Linked DNA regions of Salmo salar: region 1 is linked to region 2. Evidence: chromatin contacts called from public Hi-C data. All regions are on one chromosome and are shown on one strand. The core of a region is the stretch at or near the end of the contact, and the rest is flanking DNA. Distances in the headings are between cores, read along the strand shown. Region 1 holds the start of LOC106583274. Region 2 holds the start of LOC106583276 (SAP domain-containing ribonucleoprotein).

Evidence for each region. Hi-C and Micro-C count contacts between places; a contact is called where the count stands out from the background.
Region 1: a Hi-C map of gill shows a contact between it and region 2, with 5 times the contacts expected there. The contact joins the promoter of LOC106583274 here to the promoter of LOC106583276 in region 2. A contact is called at or near these places in 2 of 3 Hi-C or Micro-C datasets (gill and muscle).

What each region holds. Positions count from the first base shown.
Region 1 is chrssa22:34,443,558-34,446,257 of Ssal_v3.1, forward strand. It overlaps LOC106583274, which reads left to right and starts at 1,304. Exons shown (of 6, transcript XM_014167238.2): 1 at 1,304-1,569. The coding sequence starts at 1,471.
Region 2 is chrssa22:34,314,083-34,316,782 of Ssal_v3.1, forward strand. LOC106583276 (SAP domain-containing ribonucleoprotein) reads left to right here and starts at 1,430. Exons shown (of 11, transcript XM_014167245.2): 1 at 1,430-1,535; 2 at 2,429-2,528. The coding sequence starts at 1,437. It overlaps cdk2 (cyclin dependent kinase 2), which reads left to right. Exons shown (of 7, transcript NM_001141734.1): 7 at 73-859. The coding sequence ends at 177.

The sequences.
Region 1 (2,700 bases), core at 54-2,553, 130 kb after region 2:
TACCGATACTACACATTCCTTTTTCTCATGTCCTCCTGCACACTTCTCACATCTACGAATCACCCTCCTACACACTGCTGCCACATGACCATAAACTTGACACCTAAAACACCGTAATAGGTTCGGGGAAAAAGCTTTCACGGGATAACTGACACATCTTAACTTGACTTTATCTGGTAAAAACTCTGCATCAAAACTCGACAGTATCTTCTCTGTTTCACCACGCTCTCCACCGGGTCTGCGTCACACCAAACGGCGGGCATCACAGACACCTGGAATCTTCAACTTCAGTTGACCCTCCTCAACACTTAACGCCACTCCAGTTATCACTCCTTTCAACGGGGCCCTGCTCCGGAGAGGAAAGCAAGTCACAGTTCTTGTCCCCAGTCGCATGGTGCGGAGTGGACACTCCCTCTGGATGACAGAAACACAAAAAAACAACACGATTCCACCTCGAGTCACTTTCACCTACCCAACATTTCCCAACCTCTTCTCCACCTAACCTGACATCACATATGGATCAGCCAGAAGGCAAGCATCCATTCTCTCCAAAAAAATCTCACTCCCACTGGGCAAAGAACATCTTTGTCACCATCAGGACAAGGCTCAAACTCTGTGTTCTTCACCACACCTGCCACCGCAGTGAATTCATCCTCACTCTCGTCATGTTCAATTTCCTGATGCAGCACTCCATATTCACTCTTAATATGTTCCACCTCCCCACCATTGTAAAACCTTGGGCTCCCGAGTGGCGCAGCGGTCTAAGGCAGTGCTAGAGGTGTCACTACAGACCCTGGTTCAATTCCAGGCTGTATCACAACTGGCTGTGGGAGTGCCATAGGGCGGTGCACAATTGGCCCAGTGTTGTTAGGGTTTGGCCAGGATAGGCCGTCATTGTAAATAAGAATTTGTTCTTAACTGACTTGCCTAGTTAAATATAACATTTGGAAGCTATAGAAATTAATTTACTAATGTCTACATTTGTTTTTGCCATGTTTATTATATTACAGACACCTTAATGCATACTTATAAATGATATTATGTGAGCTAAACATTAAACAAATATGAAACATTTTCCTTCAAGTATAATTTTACTGTCTCCACTACAACAACAAAAATACTTGCATACATGTAATTTTGTCCTTGAAACATTAAAATGAAATACTGTAGAATTCCATTCATTTCTATGGAAGACTGCTTTTCTGAGGAGTGCCAATACAGCCGACCATAGGTTTCATAGCCTCTGTGTCCAAAACATACTGTGGGGAACAGCAATCCAAGGTTTATGTACGTCATTGGGAGGCAACCCAGAGAAAAAAACATTCCGCCCACAATCTGGGCGTCAGTTCATTCTGTCGCGATCCCTTCATCCGCACAAAACAAAACATTACTCGTTGACTACAGTACTCATGTCATCTAGTTCTTAAGAAAATGATTTTTATTTTTTGTGTATCGTAGGTTACTATAAAAATGCATTCCGGGACTTTGGAAAGAATCGGGTCGCCGATAAAAAGGACGCTTTCTCGGGGAGTGAGTGAGGACGAGTCACTTCGCAACATTATCAAAGAGGTGAGCGTCGAGCAATCACGTCGCGATTGTATATTGCGACATTTACAAGAGTCATGCAGTCTATTATCTGTAGGCTATTATCTACTTTTATAGAGTCTAATTTGACATTACTAGGCTACAGTCGACAAGATTCATCCTCGAGCGTTACAGTAAGCCACTGCATGTGTTTTATATTTTTAAGATGTTTACTTTGTTTTTTTACTCTTGTGTAGCCTACTGATTTTCATTTAGACTCTCACCCCAATGTTACTGTAGCATGCGGTTTTACATTGTTTCAAGGTCACTGACGGAAAACGTTAACATTGTTACAATGACTTCCTTTCGAGCAGTGTTACATTGTAGCCAGCCTACCAACAACTGAATTGCCTTCAAATGGCTTTACGTTTAGCTAGTTAGTTAAAACACCAGAGAAATGGCTTCTAATCTCTGACTAACCTTAGTGTCTCCCGTTAGGGCACAAGTGAAACAGAATGGCTACTTCGTTACAGTATGCATAGAATAGGGATGACACATTGACATTGCATGACTAATGTAGTTAGAATTCAGTCATCAGTGGTTCATCATAAGTTTTTTTTTTAATCATTGGTACAGTAAACTTACAGTCCATGAGAACTGGACCTAGAGGTTTGCCAAATTGTGTTGATATGTAGCCTAAGGGTAGGCAAAATCCATTTTAATTCAATCACTTTTTTGACAGCATCCCTTTTGATTTAAACAAAACATTCCATACATGTCTGTCCATGGAAGTGGTTAGAAAGTCGCTTTTTGGACCTGAATGACAAAACATTCACGAAATAAATGTGCTCAAAGTTGACCCATTTTGCATACCCCTCCATACCATAGACATCCATGTCTTCATTACTGGAAAAGATAATGGTTGAGTTTGATATAAATGTTTTCAAACTATTTTATTATTTATTGATTTTTTTTTAATTTTAAACCTTTAATGTCAATTATCTAAAAACTGATTTCTGATTGTTTTCATATTCACATATGTTGTAGCTTAGACCCTATTTCACATCATTTGAGTTTGTTGTGCCTGCCATTGGTTGAGACACAACATGCTCTTGAATACAGGGTGGGTGGCATTTCAATCATAGAAATATAATTAATAGAATGGACCTATCCCTT
Region 2 (2,700 bases), core at 180-2,679:
CACTTTTCTGTCACTGGCCGATTAAACATTTAATAGATCGTACCTTATTATGACATTTTCTTATTCTTCCAGCAAATGCTGGCCTATGACCCAAACAAGAGGATATCTGCTAAAAATGCCCTCGTCCATCGGTTCTTCCGTGACGTCACCATGCCAATGCCACACCTACGACTGTGAGACATGCAGACTGACAGGGACAATACATAGCGCAGGGTCTTTCCATGAGACCTCTGAGCATAAGGACTGCCCCAGCTCTTATCCACACCTGAATAGTACAGTCCAGAAGATGGGAGAGATCACAGGGAAATATGGGTGCCATTCCAAATATCATTCCAGCAGCTAAAACCAGCGTTTTATAAATTAGATGTCCTGTGAGTTTTTTTTCTTTTCTTCTACAGCTATGAGTGCTTGTTATGTAGTGGAGAATGGATTGGAAAACTCCACAATTGTTTCAGCGTTCAATTTGTATTGAATGGGTTCTGTTTAGATTTTATCAAACTTGTTATGCCAATTTTATAAATGTTTAATGATTATACATAAAGATAAACTTGTTCCAATTCTTCTATTGTCTTTTCAATTCATGCAATTTTGTATATTTACAGGTACTATATGTGGTTAACATTCACAATCCTGTGCCAACTTTTGGCAAGCTCTGCAATTGACTTAGGTTAACATTGTGTGACAATATGAAACATATGGTCTGTTATTTTGAAGATTTTTCATCAATGCTTGACATAGGAAGTTCTATAGTATAGCCACAAACAAAAGGAGGGTTAGTTACAAGTAAATTGTCTTTGAACAATCGCAACATGTAGTGTTGATCCCATGTCTTGAGCTGAAATAAATACAAAAAATCCCAGAAATGTTCCATATGCACAAAAAGCTTATTTCTCAGATTTTTGTGCACAAATGTGTTTATCCCTGTTAGTCAGAATTTCTCCTTTGCCAAAGCCCCTTTTGTGGGGAAAAACTAACTCTGAATGGCTGGCTCCCCACTCCCCATGGCTGCAGCCCTGCCCAGCACAGGAGGTTGGTGGCACCTTAATTGGGGAGAATGGGCTTGTGGTAATGACTGGAGCGCAGTCAGTGGAATGGTATCAATTACATCAAACGCGTTGTTTCCAGGTGTTTGATGCCATTCCATTAGCTCCCGTCCGGCCATTATTATGAGCCATTTTCCTCTCAGCAGCCCCCAGCCAAGTGAAGTCCATAGATTAGGGCCTAACGAATTTATTTCAATTGACTAATTTCCTTGTATGAACTAACTCAGTAAAATCTTTGAAATTGTTTTATGTTGAGTTTATATTTTGTAGTATATGAATCACTTAGTTGCTGAGGGAATTACATTTTGATTTATTAAAATCTAGTAAAGTATCGGCAGATGGCAGCACCACTGAACTTTTTCAGCATTTATACCGTTTCACACGAGAGTAGACATGCTGCGTACAGCCAATCATCGGTCGTTTTATTACGCATTTCCGCTCTTACCCGATACAAACAAGATGGCCGACGTTGTTGAAATCCATAAATTGAAGGTGAGAAAACAAAAAACGGAATACAATTCAATGTATACGGAATTATTCATAATCTAACTTTATGTAAAATTGACAAGTGATTGAAAATATGCTCATTTTACGGTTTACAACACTAGCTAATGTAGTTGTGTGGTAGTAATGCAGTGTGATATGCATGCAAATGGAAGCTAGCTAAAAGTTATCGGCTGATGCGCTAACTAGTTTCAGTAGTTAACGAGATATATATTTTGTCAAAGTTACTTTTCGTAGAAGGTTTAGGAGAATTTACGCAACAGGCTATGAGAATTCGATTAAGGTTAGGAAAATGTTTAGGGTTAGCTAACTAAAGGGCCTAAAAACAACGTTTTTTAAAGTAAAAAAACTATCCCATCTAGACATAAGCACATATTAACGTTAGTAGGCTTACGTTACTGTAAAACACAGCACGTCGTCAGTTTAACAGCTATCTGAACTAATTAATTTAGCTAGCTAAATACATTCTACCTTACAAATTAATACGTTCGCTAGCTAACGTTAGTGTGCAATGTTTGCTCTATAGCCAGCTAGCTTACTTTTATTGAGCTCGTTATTATTGGTTGGATAGCTAGCAGTTATTGACATTATTATTGTCTGCCCCTGTAACACCGTATAAGGCAAGTTATTGTACATTTCACTATCTGTACTGTAGGCCTAGCTTGGTCTGTTGTCAAATTGCTGCATTGAGTTGTGTGCCAAAATGGTTTACTCATGTGGTAGCCATGTGCCTTATTATAGCACTGATTTGGTTCGTTGGTTGTAGTTTACCTTTAAAAAAATATATACATTTAATCAATGTTAATTTGCTACTGTATTATATGCATACCCTCTCCACTAACAAAGTGTTATACATTTGTTGACCCTAACTTCACCTTCAGTTGGCTGAGCTCAAGCAGGAGTGTGCTGTGAGGGGATTGGAGGTGAAAGGAAACAAAGGTGACCTTATTGGACGGTTGCAGGCATACCTTGAGGAGCATGGTATGGTGGACTTGACTTTCTTGCATTAACACTCACTAATTTCTTAATAGTGCTGAGTGTACAATTTAAATGTGTATGTTTTTTTTTTCCTTGTGCGAATGCATAATGTTTCCCAGCCCTGTGAATGTTGACATGGATGGTATCATGAATTGTCTTGATTTTTACAATAACT